2 separate regions of the Mus musculus genome follow, and region 1 is linked to region 2. A link is a contact called in public ChIA-PET data. All regions are on one chromosome and are shown on one strand. Each heading gives the region's core, a stretch centred on a gene start, on an enhancer-like site or on the middle of the called end of the contact. The rest is flanking DNA. Distances are from core to core; before and after follow the strand shown. Region 1 holds the start of Lax1 (lymphocyte transmembrane adaptor 1). Region 2 has its middle 37 kb from the start of Gm28441.

Region 1 (4,234 bases), core at 280-2,779, 110 kb after region 2:
GCAAGTGTCGTGAGAGAGGCTCCCTGCATCCTCTATACACTCGTGGTGGTTCTGGCTGACTCGCCAGGAGGGTTGGTTTCCCGACACACGTGAAGCGAAAGGGAAGGGATTTTAGAAACAAACTCGAAACTTTCTCCCAAGCTTGGGAGCTTGAGGTAAATGCTGGCGAGAAACCCAGCAGTACCTGAAATGAGAGGTTACCCAGGACTGGGACTGGCTGCAGCAGAGCCAGGCCAGCAACAGATAGCCCCTCACCAGAAGCCCTGAGGAAGAAACAGTGGCCAACGGCCCTGTAACCCGGGCTCGGTTCCATTCCCACTATGATACCGGAACAGAGGCTCTGAGAGTATGAAACTCAGCTCACCTCTGGCATTATCACCTGCAGAAGATCTATTTATGAAGCCAGTCCACCCACGGAACCACAAGCGGGTGCCAGCTCTGTACAGCTCTCTAAACAACTAATTCTAGCTCTTTTGAGATCTGCTAAGAACCATTCTAAGGCCAGCATTGGTGGTACACTTTTTCAATCCCAGCCCTTAGGAGACAGAGGCTGGAGGACCTCTGAGAGTTTGAGGTCAGCCAGCCTGGCCTGTGTAGTGAAATACAGAACAGGGCAGTGGTGGCACACGCCTTTAATCCCAGCACTCAGGAGGTAGAGGCAGTCGGGTTTCTGAGTTCGAGGCCAGCCTGGTCTACAAAGTATGTTCCAGGCCAGCCAGGGCTATACAGAGAAACCCTGTCTCGAAAAACCAAAAAGAGAGGGGGGGGGAGGGAGGGAGGGAGGGAGGGAGGGAGGGAGGAAGGGAGGGAGGGAGGGAGGGAGGAAGAAAGAAAGAAAGAAAGAAAGAAAGAAAGAAAGAAAGAAAGAAAGAAAGAAAGAAAGAAAGAAAGAAAGAAAGAAAGAAAGAAAAGCCATGGATGTGTAGAGAAACCCTGTCTTGGGTTGGGAGCAGGGGTAAGAACCATTCTGAGCCCTGAGCCTGATTCACACCTGTAAGCACATCACCAGGGACATTAAGACAAGAAGCTACTATGAGTTCAGTCAACTTGACCTCTGAAGGGAGATCTGCCTCACAAAAACAAAAAACAAAAAAAACATAGTGTGCAAGATGGTTCATTGGATACAAACACTTGCCTCTGTCCAACACCCTAGTTTGACTCTTGAGACCAACACAGTAAGTAGGAAAGAACACACTCCCTCCAGTGTTCTCTGACCCCCACTCATGTGGCACGGCATGTGTGCAGACACAGTAAATAGATGTGAAAAGCATAAATAAGTAAAGATAACCAATGACAATAGCTACGCAAGCACATTGTCTTGAACCTTCGAATTTTGACCCTAGAGGTTTTTAACACTCAGAAAAACAGGGTGAATAGTCATGTCTCTGACTCTTCAACCACATGGGCCCCAGATGCCAGAGTGCCTGTGGGGAACAGGAGGGCTGAAGGTGGGTTTCCTGCTGTCTGGGTTGAGCGGAGCATTTCCTGTGCCCTGGCCTTATTAGCACACCGGTGGAGGGTGCTTCCTGTCAGCGACTTTCCATTCTGCCAGAGTGGTTTGCTGTTTTCACACTGCCCTGGGGGTTGGAGGAAGAAGATTTTCTCACGAAAACGCTGGGCCTCTTGACAGTCGCCTCCCTACTCCCCCACAGGCCCCTCATGTTTCCATCAACTGGCAGAAACTAGAGAGTGGCCCTACTGCTTCACACTGGGAGCACAGACAGCTGGGTGAGAAAGAGCACGGCTCCTGCAGTGGGCATTGTGGCCACCTCCAGTAGACCAACTCTGATGAACCTTCTACCAACTCAGCCTGGAATTTCAGGTGAAGGTAGGGAGGTTTGGGTCTTATTACTATTGTTGTTGCTGTTAGTAGTAGTAGTGGTGGTACAGCCGTTCTGTGTGTGTGTGTGTGTGTGTGTGTGTGTGTGTGTGTGTGTGTGTCTCGGAAGATCAGAAGATAATTTGTAGGAACCGGTTCTTGCCTTCCACTATGCATGCAGAGGGTAAACTTGGGTCATTAAACTGGCAGTAAGTACCTTTACCTGCAGAGCCATCGCACCAGCCCAAAGAAGGCAGTTTGTTGGGAGAACATTCTAGAACAGAAGATTAAAAGCTTCAGAAAGAAACAAAAACTAAAAACCAGTTTTGTATGTGAGAACCTTGGTGAATATGATCTAGGAAGAATGACTGGGAGGTGGCTGCATTGCATGAGGTACTCGAAGCCCTGGGGTTCCAGCTCCAGAACCACCTTCATGAGTGCGGTGGTGCACACCTGGAAATCCCAGTGCTGAGGGAGCAGAGGCAGAGGATCAGAGTTCAAGATCCTACACCCCCCATATATGTATATGTATATGTATATGTATATGTATATGTATATGTATATGTATATGTATATGTATATGTATATGTATGTGTATATATGTGTATATATATATATACATATATATATATGTATATATATATATATCATCTTGGGTACTTAAATAAGAAATTTCAATAGTACAAAATGATACAATTTGGAATACATAGGGATTTGGAGAATTTTCTGTCATTCTATTATCTACTTTTTTTTTAAAAGGTGATTATATGCAAAATGCATACCAGTTTACCCTTTTTCCCCTCTATGAATCAGCAACTTAGAAAGAGCTAAGAAAAGTGGAAGCCATACTGGCTAGTCAGTCACGACACTGAAAAGGCTTAGAAGCTGCAAAGCCCCTCAGAGGTCCAGTGATGTACAGCACCCCGGCCCCTCCAGAGGTCACAAGAAGGAACTCAGAGCCCAGCACTCGGCAGGGGACTCTTGGCAGCCTGCAGGGGTGAGTGCTTTGGGAAAGTGAGCCCCAGGGTCCCCTGATCTCCTACAGGAATGGTCTATTTCCAACCCAGACCTGGGTCCACCAAGATGAGCAAACTTGGGGAGCTAAGAGCTGTTTCCCCGAGGGATGCTGGGAGGGAAGAAAAGAGATACTGGGGTTGAGGGGAGAGGGACGGACTGACTGAGAGGTGAATTTCTGAGGGGATCTTCTTCCACTCAGAGGTCCTGACCTCTGCCCTTGAGATTTCCAACCTCTTGGCCTAATCCCTGCAATGAGTTTTTAGATCCTAAAGCCCTTGTCATGAGTGAGAAATGTAACTGCAGACGTCATAAAGTTTTAGGACCTTACAGAGCTAGTCACGGATGTCAACGTGCTCCGGAAGTTTTCAATCTCAAATACACAAAAGGAAAGCATCTGTTGATAGGGCGCTGAGATTTTAGAAACATTAGAATGGGTAAATTCCAGCTCTTCCATCAAAGTAAAAACCCAATGACAGTGTATTCTGTTCCTGAATTGCTGTAGTTTCAGGAAAAGTCAGCGTGATGACCAGAGTAAATCAGTGTCACGAGCAGGTCAAACACAAACGAAGAGGACCAAGTTCCTATCCATCGCTGAAGCCTGGAGCACCCTCTTAAAATGAGTTCCCTCTTTATTATATCTGGGGGGAGTAGAATGGTGTAGAGGTCAGAGGGCAATTTACAGAAGTCAGTTTCATCATATGGGTGTCAGGGATCAAACTTAGCGTGTTGGGCTTGGCTGCAGGTGCCTTTACACACTGAGCCCTCTCACTGACCCCTTAAAACTATTTCTTTTTTAAGTTGACATTTGCTTTATTGTTGTTTTCTCTTTCTTTTTCACTTGGTAGTCAGTAAATAAAATCTGTACTTATGTATTATGTTTAGCACATAGTTTTGCAATACATGTGTATTATGGATGGCTAAATACCGTATGTATTACGTGACATATCCTTTTATGAGAGGATGCTTCAAATAACACTTTTAAGCAATGTTCAAGAATCCATTACTTTCAGCATTGCCATGTTGAACTTCTTCCTTCTACCTGACCTTTGGCACCTCTGGGAACCCTCCCTTACCACCTCTGGTGACCTCCATTCTATTCTCTGAGTCTCTGAGTTCAATCTATTTAGTCTCTGCATATAAGCAAGACGGAGCAGGACCTATCTGTTCCTGGGTTCTTTCACTTAATGCTAGGTCCTCTGGGTCCATCCACCATGTCGCAAATGACAAGATCGTCTTCCCTTTTAAAGCTCAGTGATATCTTTTGCATGTGTATTCCGAATTCTCTCTATCCACTTATCTGTTGATAGACACGCGGGTTAATTCTGCATCTTGGCTATGGTGACTTTTGCTGCAAAGATTATGACAGTACAAACATCTCTAATAAACACGGGAGTACAG
Region 2 (4,330 bases), core at 937-3,436:
GGGAAGGAAGGCCTTGGGGGCCAGGGAGGGGGCACCCTGGGGCCATGGTGGAGATGGGCTAGGAGAAGTTGGAGGGTGGGAACCAGGAGTACACAAATTCAATTTCTTTGGCTTTGCATAGAAACCTCAGCAGTTTCTCTCTGAGGCTTACAAAACATCCTCAGACTTTGACGTCTATAATTAGCTGTGGAAAAAGCTGGGAGTTCCCTCGCACTGCTGTTGTTTGAGTGAGTGTAAGCGTCCAGAACCAACTGTATGAGTGTCTCTGAGGGCACCGCCCCACGCATCTCTGCGTCTATAGGGAATGCAGGAGAAGGGACTTGAAAAGTTTTCAGTTTCAAGCCCCAGGCTGTGGGGCTTGTTGGCTTGGGCCGCTGACCCTTGAGAGGGTCCTTGAACAGGTCCCATAAGAGGTTACCATTAAGGCTGAGATTGCCTCCCACCCTTTCCTCTCTCCCTGTCTTGGACCTGGGGGCCACTTGACATCTTTTCCCAAGATGAGTTGAACCCTGCTCTCTGGTCCACCCTAGAAAGAGTGCCTCCTTGCTTCTTTTCCAGCTGGGTGGAAGAGATGGAAGGACACCCCCCCCCCCATTCCCCGATAAATCCTGGGAGCAGAGACAGGCAGCCCTGGCTAGAGCCTCCTCCTTCCAGGGCACTCCTACAGGACTCACAATCCCCTCCAGACCCCGTGCCAGCATGTGCTGGCCAGGGAGGGTGGGTTCTGTGTCAGATGGAGAATCAGGCAGTCACTGTGATACCAAGAGGGGAGAGGGGACTGAAGGGAGGGAAAAGAAGTCCCTATTCTGCAGACCAACTATCTCCTCCTCCAGTTGGGGTGTCTGGCAGGGAGTCTTCAGATCCACCTGCTCTCCCCCCCCAGCTCCTCCTATTCCTGGTTCTTCCTAACTAGAGACCCTTTCCTGTAACCCCACCCCCACCCCCTTGCTCTGGGTCCTCCTTATCTGGAAGGGAGAAGACCAGGGTTGTTCCAGGCAGGGATCAGCATGGAAAGGGGCCTAGGGGAAAGGGGAGATTTCACAAGAGGGCCCTATGAATCAGGCAAGCTAGCTAAGCCAGCTACCTGTCTGGGTTATGAGAAAAAGCCTTGCAGAGACCCTGGGAAAGAGACAGAGGCTAGGAGAGTTTAAGGGTAACCAGGAAAGCCTCAAGAGTACGCCTTCATTTGGAGTGTTTGGTGATGGCTCAGACTGTACCTCTCTGCCACTGTAACCTAATTGTATTTCCAGCCCCAGGAAGAATTGATGTCCTTATTCTATAGGAAGGGGAGGAGAGAATCCTGGGGGCAGACACTGGTAGACAAGGATGGCTGCTTCCTGAAATGCCTGCTTAGATAAGCGCACTAGGGCACCTGCTCTAGTGGTCTTGTGTCCTGCCTCTAGGGCAGCTGTGGTGACTGCTTTTCAGGCCAGCTGTTGCTCCCAGCTGTGCAACCGGGAGGGGCTGGGAATATTGATTCAGAATTTGGGCCCCCTCACCTCTAGCTGCCTCTGTGGCCCGCCCTATTGTCAGCCTGTCAGCAGCTGGCTCCACCCTCCTGCCTGGTTCTGCCCTCTGAGTACTCCCTCAGGAGAAAGGGCTTAGAAGGAGTAGAGGCTTCTGGCCTTCCAGTCCCTGCCGGTCCCTCATTCCCTTCCCCTTCCATTTTCCATCTCTGTGTCCCTGGATCCAAGGTCAAGTTGAAGGAGCTTAGTTTGTCTCACCCCTCACATTCCCAGCTTCTAGCACAGTGCTGAGACATACAGAGGCACTCAGTCAACACTTGTGAGAAGAAAAGGGCAGCTTAATTTCTTAAAAAACATCTGGGAGGGAGGGTGCATCTGGAGGTCAGAGGACAATGTGTTCTCTTCTGTATGATGTGGGTCCAGGGCACCCACACTCAGGTCAGGAGAGGCTTCGAGGGAGGGGACCTTATCTACAGGTCCATCTTGCTAGTCCCGAGGGGTGGAGTGTTAGCATGCGGAGAGTCAGTTGCATGCGAGGTATCAGAAGGGGCCCCTGGTTTGCCCTCTGTTCTATAGCTTCTCCTTGTTCTGGGAACCCTGCTCACTACCGAGACAGTGGGAAGGAGTGGCTGAGTCAGATTTGTCACACAGCTATGGTCTTTGATGTCTGAAGAGAGTCAGAAAGAGGGTACTAAGTGAGCACACACATCCCACCCCACCCCCCTTGCACCCCTGAACTAGAAGAGTCAGAATCTACCCAAGGCTTGCTGCTGGGTAGAGTAAGGTCCCTGAGCAGGAACAGCAGGGGCCTGACTTATGTCACACTCTCAGTTTCTATAAGATCTAGAGAGGAAGGGGGACCTAGGCTAGCTCTTCCCCAGCCTTGCCTGTCAGCAGCTCAGACTGCCAGCTGAGACTACTAAGTTGACTCCTCTCGGTACCCATGGTTCTTTGCTCTTTATTCAGTGTTCTGGGCCTCAGGACCACCCCTCCCCCCACCCCTCATTAAGATCTACCAAACTTTGAAAGGAGATGGAGAGTTTGTTTATTTGGGGTGCCTAGGAGCCCAAGAAGCTTGATACTACCTTACAGGTGATGGGCCCCACCCTGAGCCTGCCCTTTCCTAGAAGGGTATCTGCCAGGCCATCTGTGTTCCTTCCCTGCAAGTGCCTCCCAGAGATGCCACCCACCCAGCCCATTGCCTGATCCTCTCATCCATCCCCCTTTCCAGGAGAAGTAGGATGAAGAGGATAGGGTGGGGCAGGTACTCTCTAGGTGCATTCTTACTGGACTAACAGCATTTCTCCACTCTTTTCCCCCTCTAGAAAATAGATGGTATACACGTCATTCTAAATTGACACAGGATCATACATATTTTTGTTCTATTCAAATATAGACTATTTATCATTTCCTTGCGGTGGGGAAGAAAAGAGCAATTCAAAGGTGATTTCTTGTACATGAACAGCACACTATCATTTTCTCCAGTCCTATCATTCGAATAGAACAACAGAACATATTTACTCCTCTCTAACTCCAGCTAGGAGGTGTCCATCATCCTGTCTTCATCCTTCTCTCCCCACCCCCCAAACCTGGCAACCACCATTCCATCTCAACTCTGTAAAATCAGCTTTTCCAGATTCCACACGGGGCCATCTGTATCTGTCTCGCCATGCCTGGTTTCGCTTAACATGAGGGGCCTCGAGTTCCTTCTGTGTTGTTGCAAATACAAATGACAGGTTGCTGTTCTTTCATGGCTGAACACTCTAGTATATTAGTGCCCTGTTTTCTTTACCAGTCCATCAACTGATGGGTACTCGGGTTGTTTTGATCTCCTCCCTGTTGTGAATGGTGCTGCAATAGACAGAGCCGGCAGATGTCTCTGTGTTGATTTCGTTTCCTTCACATGCATACCTAGCAGTGCGATTGCTGGGTCGCATGGCGGTTCCATTTCTAATTCTGTTTGTGCGGTGCTGGGAATCGAACCTATGGCCTCTTGCATGCCAAGCAAGTGCTCAACTCCAGCTTGAGGAACCTGAGTGATGTTTTCCATAATGACTAAATCGTTTCCCCATTTCTCAGGGCATACAAGTGAGCGTGCCCTGGGGTTAGAGTCCAGGAGAGCTGTGTGGAATGTCTTATACTCTGTTTCCTCTCCCAGCATCTCTTTGACTCCTCTTTTCCTACCACGAGCTGCTCTTGTTCCACTGACTTATTTCTTTTGCACGTGTAAAAGCAGGAATGGACCTACTTAGAGTCAGAGCCAATGGCTTCTGCTCAGGGAAGTGTCTGTTGGTCAGTGTGGAGCAGGGAGAGAGAGAGAGAACTGAGGAAAAGGGGGCTGAGAACCGAGGACCTGGGTTCTGCCCTCTCTCCCACCACCGGCTCGTTCACTCCTCCCTTTTCTCCTGGTTTACCAAGTTTCACACGTGAATTTGGGAAAGTTTCATACACAGTTTGGGAAAATGGCCTGGAATGGCATCCTTGAAGCCATCCTCTTCCTGCCTTCCTGCCATTGCCCAGGGCACGCCCTGGGGCTGAGAAGGTGTGCTTGCTGCTAGACAGGTCCCGGACTCTGGCTGGGCTCCCAGTGCTCAGCTCAGGGCACTCACTGTGAGGTCTGGCTCATTTGTAGACTCTGTGTCAGGAGTGCAAAGCAGTACAACTCCGACAGGGGATGCTGGCAATATCCAACAGGCTACACATGCATTTACACGGAGCCCGAGTCTTATCCCAAAGATGCTTGTCCACAAATAAGGGAAGATGTGTGTGTAAGGTGAGTCGAGGTGCATTTGTAATGGAACCATCTTTCTACCCATTCATAAGAATGTAACTAAAGCTGGATATGGTGGTGTACGCTTATAGTC

Evidence for each region. ChIA-PET counts read pairs in DNA pulled down with a chosen protein or histone mark.
Region 1: a contact with region 2 is called in an RNA polymerase II ChIA-PET map of memory CD8 T cells, with 692 read pairs. The contact joins the promoter of Lax1 here to the enhancer-like site in region 2. A contact is called at or near these places in 1 of 15 datasets of contacts at CTCF or cohesin (CD8 T cells), 1 of 484 Hi-C or Micro-C datasets (natural killer cells), 6 of 115 datasets of contacts at active chromatin or transcription factors (CD8 T cells, the HPC-7 cell line, effector CD8 T cells and 3 more) and 2 of 9 other capture datasets (adipose tissue and liver).

Annotation. Positions count from the first base shown.
Region 1 is chr1:133,687,403-133,691,636 of GRCm38.p6, reverse strand. Lax1 (lymphocyte transmembrane adaptor 1) reads left to right here and starts at 1,529. Exons shown (of 6, transcript NM_001159649.1): 1 at 1,529-1,828; 2 at 2,633-2,816. The coding sequence starts at 2,731.
Region 2 is chr1:133,795,802-133,800,131 of GRCm38.p6, reverse strand. It overlaps a transcript of Atp2b4 not described here. Among named protein-coding and RNA genes, the nearest start is that of Gm28441, 37 kb to the left of the region's middle. Within about 2 kb of position 2,186, at least 12 of the 459 cell types and tissues checked have an H3K27ac peak or open chromatin away from gene starts, as enhancers often do. A contact at or near this core is called in CD8 T cells and memory CD8 T cells, where this site is marked.